2 separate regions of the Lactuca sativa genome follow, and region 1 is linked to region 2. The links are chromatin contacts, called in public Hi-C maps. All regions are on one chromosome and are shown on one strand. The core of a region is the stretch at or near the end of the contact, and the rest is flanking DNA. Distances in the headings are between cores, read along the strand shown.

The links. A called contact is a pair of places that touch in the nucleus more often than the background predicts.
Region 1: a contact with region 2 is called in a Hi-C map of leaf, with 3 times the contacts expected there. The contact joins the promoter of LOC111907048 here to the promoter of LOC111907068 in region 2. A contact is called at or near these places in 2 of 4 Hi-C or Micro-C datasets (leaf and seed).

Annotation. Positions count from the first base shown.
Region 1 is chr7:24,233,097-24,237,494 of Lsat_Salinas_v11, forward strand. It overlaps LOC111907048, which reads left to right and starts at 1,332. Exons shown (of 3, transcript XM_042896201.2): 1 at 1,332-1,609; 2 at 2,221-2,462; 3 at 2,604-4,398. The coding sequence starts at 1,557.
Region 2 is chr7:23,986,598-23,991,079 of Lsat_Salinas_v11, forward strand. LOC111907068 reads right to left here and starts at 2,987. Exons shown (of 2, transcript XM_023902863.3): 1 at 2,650-2,987; 2 at 1,987-2,304. The coding sequence starts at 2,942. The coding sequence ends at 2,250. LOC111907055 reads left to right here. Exons shown (of 6, transcript XM_023902854.3): 3 at 1-154; 4 at 419-455; 5 at 793-860; 6 at 1,021-1,690. The coding sequence ends at 1,447.

The DNA.
Region 1 (4,398 bases), core at 82-2,581, 240 kb after region 2:
TAAACAATCCGCTGAAGAATGAGTGGTAACGACGGTAATTCTATTGCTAATTAAGATTTTACTTTGATTGTTTTGTATTTTTTCTTTTAATTGAATGAGTTGAGTGGGTTGAAAAATATAGGGTTTCCGTATGTTGTGGGTTAGGAAACATGAAAAAAATAAAAGAGAAAAACTGATTTGGCAGTGGATTCAGTGGGTTGAAAGGAAATGACTCACTCCTCCCTTATGATAATCAGTATAACTGGATCGAAGCAATACATGTTCATTGTTCAAGATGTTTTACAAAAGTCAAAGAATCAAATGGGTACCGACTCTATTGACTCTAATTTCCAATATTAGAGTTTTTTGAGCAACAAGTTCACTGTTTGAAACGAACCCCAAAACGAGTTTTTCAAATTTGAATTGACATAACTTTTTTTTTAAAATTCTTTTTAAACTATAAAATCCTGGTTTTGTAAATGGTTTATCGGTGATTTTAGTGTCACCTTCCATTTTATGTATTTGGAATTATTACGAGTGCCAAATGGAGATTTAAATTGTGATATAATACAAGTGGCGTAAAGTGCACATTTTTTATAGAAGATATGTTTGATCCCGAACATGACGATAGTCGACCAGGTCGCACCTCCTTGCGGGGTCAAGGGGATGACCTTAGTGATAGTATCAAAACCTCTATAGAATTTTGGACTTTGAATTCAGTGGAAAAACATCTTCGGAATAAAAGAAAGTTGAAGAAACATGTTGATTTTAGATATCCTCGAAGGCAGATAAAAGACATCTTCATCGCAGCCCAAGCTGTCTGTGACAACTTCAACCATACAGCTCGAGTAGTCCGGTCAGTTTATCACAAACCTGTTTTCCAACTACAAAATTCGTCAATTTCATTGTCGTTATCCACTTTTGGATAGATGAGTATATCTATATACACATTCATGTTTTGCCTATTAAAAACTCTCCTACTAAATTAACTTTCTATATACGTGTCCGCAAACAAAATTGTTGTTTTTTGTCTAAAACTTTGATTTTTTTTCAATGGATTATTGTTAAATCGAACTTATGCAGGAATTGTCAAGAAGTAAAATGACCTTAAATGATCTATGAATATGATCAATCGATTATTGATTATCAATATTCTGTTTTCTAGCCTATTTTCTAATATGGCTCGGTCCAATCTGAGATCGGACTGATTTAAAGGTGAAACAAGACAAATAAACGACCCATGTCCCATGATGTGGTCATGTGGTGATTTTTGCAATTGGGTTTCGGGTCGGACCAGAGGGTTCTTTCTTTGGATTAAATGGGCTTTATCCCCAAATGGAATTTGGGAGCCCTAAGTTTATCAATTAACCGTGGATTGATCCATCAAATACAAACACTCATCCGATTTCCTTCGTATAAGATACAAATTTGATCAAATTTTCCCTTTTGTTTAAAGATTACATCAAATCGATTTCCTCTCCTTTTGGTTTCCAAATTCCGTGTTTCATCGATAAAGATGTTGGAGAAGATCGGATTGCCTCCGAAACCATCGCTGAGAGGAAATAATTGGGTGATCGATGCGACACATTGCCAAGGATGTTCTTCCCAGTTTTCTTTCATCAATCGCAAGGTTTGATCGGATTTAACTTACCTACTTTTACGACTTCAAAACTTTTAGTACACTTTACACCCTTGTTCATATTTTGTCTTGAATCGAGGGAGATCGATTGTTAAATTTTGCTTGAACTTGATGGAACTTCCTATCAGCTCCATCGTAAAATCCTAGTTGACTTCTCAAAGTCAATTAACTACGATCCGCCTTCGAACTTGACATGATTCAATCAATATTTGGAGAATCGTTATAAACACATTGGAGAATGCAACAAATACTAAAAGGAGTTCAAAAATTGAGCTTAAACTTGTTTAAATGAACTAAAAACGGATCTGAACTACTTTGCTATTTGGGACTTGAATTCATATGATGACTTATAGTACTCTAAGGTCTAGATTACACTAATAACTTCGATGATCACTAGCATTAGCCAAGACTCAGATTGAAAATCGTTATTAGATAATCATATTCTATTAAAAAGGGTAATTCTTAAACATGCATAAGCCGGGTGCATTTGTTCTTTGAGTTTATGTAGTATGTTTTTTCACTTCTGAGGAAATATTCTTTAGTAGTAGACATTATTAGCAAGTTCTTGGTTGCTTTTCTCAGTTTACGCATTTCTTTTTCAGTTTCTTATCAGTTATCTGCTTTAGAATCATATCAATACTTAATGGTGATGTATGCATATATGTGAATATGCAGCACCATTGCCGAAGATGTGGAGGCTTGTTCTGTGGCAGCTGTACCCAACAAAGAATGTACTTAAGAGGACAGGGTGATTCACCTGTTCGTATTTGTGAACCCTGTAAAACTTTAGAAGAGGCAGCTCGTTTTGAAATGCGGTATGGACACAAGAATAAAAGTAGAAAAGGTCAGTTTTGTATCTTTTTTTTTGTCCAATTCATACAGGGACTCACTCTCTTTTCTCCTCTATGCAAAAGACATGAATGCCCTCCTCATAAAGCATGTCTAGTTCGTTGTAACAAACAGGGTGTTTTGGTCTCTTTTGCAGGGGCTTCAAAACTTGCATCTGATAATGAAGATGATCTCTTAGGAAACGAATCAATTTCATCAGAAAAAGGATCGGTTCACTTGCGTCCAAGTGCTTCATCTTCGAATACTGACATGGAGGTTGACTTTGAGTCAACTACTCCTGAAGAACTGAGACAAAAAGCTGTTGAAGAAAAGAAAAAACATAAAACTCTAAAAGCAGAAGGAAAGCCAGAAGAAGCATTGAGAGCTTTCAAAAGGGGAAAGGAGCTTGAAAGACAAGCGGGAGCTTTAGAGATTGAATTAAGGAAAAACCGGAAGAAGGCTCTTTCATCCACAAGTGTAAATGAAAACTCAAAAGCTGGAATTGAAAAACAACCGAAACAAAAAGATGATCTTGTTAATGAACTCAGAGAACTTGGATGGTCTGATCATGATCTTCATGATGCTGATAAAAAACCAGTCAACATGACTTTGGAAGGAGAATTATCGACCCTACTTAAACAAGTCTCTCAGAAGAATCCTAAAACCGAAAAGGGTAATGTTGGAATTGACAAATCCGAGGTTATTGCTATTAAGAAAAAAGCACTCGCCTTTAAGCGTGAAGGGAAGCTCACTGAAGCGAAAGAAGAACTCAAAAAAGCCAAAATTCTTGAAAAACAAATCGAAGAACGGGAATTGTTGGGCGATGATTCCGATTCCGAATCCGATGACGAGTTCAAGTCATTGATGCGTAGCATGGACATTGATAAACAAGACATTTTAGCATCCGGGAATGACCGGAATCGGAATCACAACATTGATGTTGACTTTAACTTTGACTTTGACCATCAACCCGATTTTGATGTGACCGAAGAAGATATGGACGACCCTGAAATGTCGGCTGCTTTGCAATCATTAGGGTGGACCGAAGATCATTCGGTCAATGATGACGTGGCGGTGTTAACTGAAAAAATACAATCTTTAAAAAGAGAAGCATTAATCAAGAAACGAGCGGGTCAAACCGATGAAGCATTGGCACTTCTGAAAAAGGCTAAAATGCTTGAGAAAGGAGAAAATAATGATCCGGGTGCGTCATTAGAACTTGATTCGGGCCCGAAACCGGGCCCAAAAACAGGCCCAAAGAGCAAGTTAGCAATTCAAAGAGAGCTTCTTGCCTTAAAGAAGAAAGCCCTTGCTTTAAGAAGGGAAGGAAAAGCTGACGAGGCAGATCAAGAATTGGCAAAAGGGAAAGCTCTTGAAGAGCAAATTGAAGAGTTGGAAAGTGGCCCGAAAGTCAAACCTCCGGTCAAGCCCATTGACTTTTCAACACCAATGGAGGTTGAAGATGAAGATGAGGATGTAACTGACATGGATATGAACGATCCATCTTATTTATCACTTTTACAAAACCTCGGTTGGCAAGAAGAAGAAAAAGAAGTTCCCAAAGTCAAAGCTGTTGACTTTTCAACACCAAAACCAAAAAGTAAAAACGAGATTCAACGGGAACTATTGGCCCTAAAACGAAAATCCCTCGCTTTGAGACGTGAAGGGAAGGTTGATGAGGCGGAAGAGGTTTTACAAAAAACAAAAGGGTTAGAAGCGCAATTAGCCGAACTCGAAGGACCAAATCAAAATTTGGACCAAAATATCGTTGAAAAAACGGAGCCTCAAACTGTTGAAGTTAGGGTAGAAGAAAAGGCACCAGCTTTGGTAACTAAGTCTACCGAGTCAACCGAGTCAGCAGAGTTGGGATCAGTCCAGGAACGGGTGATGGCTCACAAGAGAAAAGCACTTAGCTTGAAAAGAGAAGGAAGGTTAGCCGAAGCCAAGGAGGA
Region 2 (4,482 bases), core at 1,737-4,236:
CGGGTGAAGCAGGTATGGTGGATACTGGAAATGAGAGTTATGGAAATGCAAATGCTACAGAGGATGGAAACCAGGGATTTGATAGACCAAGAGTGAACTTAAAGCCACGTTCACAACCTATTGAACAAATGGAAAGAAACACAGATAGAGAAAGGTTAGTAAACTGTAAACTGTCTCTTTCAAAGATTTTCTAAAATTTTGTTTTCTGTTCTTTAAGATTCAAATCATGGAAAGGTTCTCTACACTTCTGCAAGCTACATATCTTCTTTTCTACTATAACTTTTTTTTAGTATGGATGAGTTTTTTCAAAATGTAGAAAGAATCAAACAGTAAAAGGGAGAAAAAATGAACAGTTTCAATAACCAACATTAAAAAGCAAAGTTGATGTGTATTTATCATTTTTTTACTGTTGTCACAGAAATTCCTTGTTTGGTGGTGCTCGCCCTCGAGAATTGGTAAGGACTGATCTGTCTTTGTGTGATTGTTTGTTTTTTAAGGTTAAGATAAAGGGCAAAATACAAAAAAAAAACATTTGTATGTTCCATCATTTTATTGATTTAGTTGCATAACTATTTTCAGTATCAAATAAACAAATTATACTTTTTCAACTGTTGAAAAAATTGATCCGGGTTTTCATTAAAAACCAAAAAGTATAAAACTTTAATCACAATTGAAATAAGTTAAAGCGACTAAATTGATATAAAATGGTGAAAGTATGTTGTGCTTTTTTGTATCTTGCCCTAAAATAAATGAACTTTTTTTTTTTTTTGACATTTTTGTTGGTGGTGTAAGGTTTTGAAAGAGAGGGGAGTCGATGATGTTGCTGTTAACCATGACACGATCCAGTCTCCTCCTAATAGGTAAATAAATATCTACTTTAACTTCTTTGTTGTACTTATTTATTTATTTTTTACAACAAATAAAGTACAATTCCCATATTGGTTGTGAAACTGAAGTTACATTGCTATTGGTATTCCGCACAATGATAAAATCCATATGTCATTTTGTTGTTTTTTTCAGGGCAAAAAAGGAAATAACCAGGGCCGACAATCCACCTGTCACGTCCCGCCAAAACGGAAAACCCGAACCCCTGGACCACCACAGAACCGCCAGTAAAACCCGAGACCATGTAGAGAAATCAGATGCTCAGAGAAGAAGCAACTGGAGAAATGAGAATCGAAAGATCGAAAAACAACCACCACCACCGCCGACGCCACAGGAGCGGCCACCATCGCCGGAAACCTGGCGAAAACCGGTGGAGCCCACACCACCGGTGGGGCCACGTTACGGAAAAGCAGCTTCCGCTGTGGAGCTGGCTCAAGCCTTTTCCAAATCGGTCTCGGACCCAAAGGTGGGGTTGAGAGGGGTTCCCGGGCAGGGGCAGATTCCGTTTTCTAGGCTGACCGGGCAGCCCGCAACTAGGCCTCATCAGATCAACGGGCACTGAATGTGTTGAAAAAATTATGTTTCTTGAAGCTGCCCGTGAAGGTCAAGAGTTGACTTGAATGAAGCGTGAGTGGGTTTTCGGTGATAGTACCAATATGTGGGATGAACGTTGGAGAAAGGGAGGGAGGGGAGAGGAGAGAGGAAAACAATAATCTTGTTTCTGACACTTTTTTTTATCGAGGAAAAGATTGATTGATGGATGTTTTTACTGAAAAGGGTAAAAGTGTGCCAATTATTTCATGCACATCTTCATCTTCATCTTGTTTGTTTTAATATGTTTGCACGTTTAGACAGTTTCACTTCTACGCTGATTCATCTATCACCTCCGTTTATAAATCTGTTAGGTCAATTTTCTTTTCAATCTGTGATATTGGGCCGGCCCAGTGGGCTTAGGATATTTGACCCCTAGCCCTAGGACCGGGTTTTATCTTAGGTGGTGTTTTTTTGATGCTTCATTTATTTGATCGATGAAATTCTAATTTAGTAGTGTTATAGTTTCTATTTTACACCAGTCTCTTCACCTCTCTAGATTTTCAATAATAACAAAACCTTCTTTATATTGTAATTTATTGGAAAAAAATATACAATGAGGAATACATATAGAAATGTAGATCTTTTAACTCTAAAAAAAGGAAAAAGAGAAAAGCTTTTATACCAAAAGATCATAATCCAAAACACATTTTAATATTTTCTATTGGAGCTTTTAACTTTTAGTGTTCTATGTAATTCTATATTTTTTATAAGTTTTTAACTAGTTTGATGAATACAGCTTCCATCTACCGGCTGATTTTGCTAATCACAATCTAAAACAAAAACGATGTTGGGACAGGCGAAAACATATCCCATGAACCTTGTAACCTGAAAATAAAATGAAATAGTTAAAGATCATGATTATCTTACAAAACTACACAATGTTTTTTATTAACGAGAAAAATATGTAATTTGGTAAGCCTTATATGACATAAATGTACTAAAGAACGATAAATAAAAAGTCAGAAAAAATAAGATTTCCCGTCATCGAACACATGATATTATTTTCAAAAATATATTTTGAAAATCATTTATTCAACAAACTTACAACCTTTATATACAATTGTTTTTTATGATGCGAGTATGAATTAGAAAATAATACGAGTATTTTGTATGATACGAGGATGAATTAAAAAATAATCAAAATACAATTTTATCTACATAATAACTTACACGAACTCATGCTTGTATCCAGAAGGTGCATTACTCGGTACATACACTTGTATTCTTTTTGTCTTGACCACATCTTCCTCATAAATCGTGCATAGCGACGGCCGCCAGTGTCCATTTTTCCCAACTGTTTTACCACCTTTACCACCACCATTGCCGCCACCACGACCACCACCAAGCTTCTTTTCACGAACCAAACTGACATTATGACTTTTATTGTTTTTCTCCTTAAAAACCGATGAAGACCTGGATTCATAAATGCCACAACAAGAAAAAAGAGTGAGCAGAAACTTCATTTTTAGTTTGCCTCGAAGAGTTCGAGAATCTATGTGTTTTTAAGAAGGAAATAAATGTTCTTTTTTATATATGTTATCTTATTTTACTTTTAAACTTTTTTTTAGACATCAATTCGCAGCCGGCAGCTTTTGATTACGACGTTTTCCCACACTTAACTCATTCTTAAATTATTGTAGTTAAAAGTAGATATGGTGGATTTATGATATGATTCGAAAACGATTGATTGTAAATTTAGCTTTTTAATAATATTATTTGGATTTTAGAATTGATTTAGTTGACTAAATTGATTATAGTCCTATAAATTAGTATATAATTTATTTCGGTGGAACGAAAATCTGAGTTGAAGACTCGAAGTATGCTTTTGAAATTTATTAGGGATGAACAAAAACCGAACCAAAACCCGAAAAAAAAAACCCGACATAACCGAAACTGAAAAACCGAAACCAAAGCAATAATCGACGTTTTAGGTTTGAATTTTACAAAAACTGAAAAATAACGGTTTGGTTCGGTTTTGATGTATAAAACCGCCCATGAAAACCGAACCGACCCACATATATATTATTTATTATATTTTAAACTTGTAGTTTTAGACTTTAGACTTTATTCCTTTAGTACTTTATGTTAGGATATTCATCCTTGAAAGATCAATTAGATTCAAAACAGAATGTAAATAAGAGCAAGAACAAGAACAAGAACAAGAACAAGACAATGATTCAAAATATGGTTAATGATTATAAGCCACAGCCTCAGAAGAACTCGATTAAGAATTGCAACTGTAGAGACGTGATTAGGGTTACAAGAATAATTGCTAAAGTTATGAAACACGGTGCATGCACCTTAAATACTCTAACCCTAATAAATGACGGGTGGACAAGCCCAAGCCCGTTTACATAAATGAACTATTAAACAAACACAATGACGCAAAATAATATTCATAACAATCTCCCCCTTTGCGTCAATTGAGGCGAGAGTCCATCAAGGCTGAGTTTGTGACAACTCTAAATTTATTCCGTCACTGTATTCCATTTCCGTTAATAAAATTTATTTTTATTAAAATTTCCCGTTAACTTTTGGATTAAGTTAATTAAATCGGGACTTTTTATTTTGACTTCATAAGTGTCAGAACACATTAGAAACACGTTAAAACACCCTCAATATTCATTTGGAAAAGTTTTAATTACAACTAATTCGGGTTACGACAAACTAATCGGGTAAAATTTTAAACCCCGTTTAACGTCGGTATTGGGTGGATTCCCACTTGGCCACAAACTCAAGCCTTATATAAAGGATGAGTGACTTCATTTAAGCTTTTTCCCACCTCCTCATAACTTTCTCTCTCTACTCTCTCTCTAAAACTCGAGTTTTGATCTAAAAACGCCCCTTTCAAGCTCCAAAATCGTAAGTGATCTATCCTAACTTGTTGTGTAACTTGTTAAGCATGCAAATCTATGTTTAAATCATTCAAAACACTCAAAAACTTGTGTTTACGGTTTGGGAACACCTCCCAAAACCGTAAACTCCCATGAAGGGGTTTTGAAG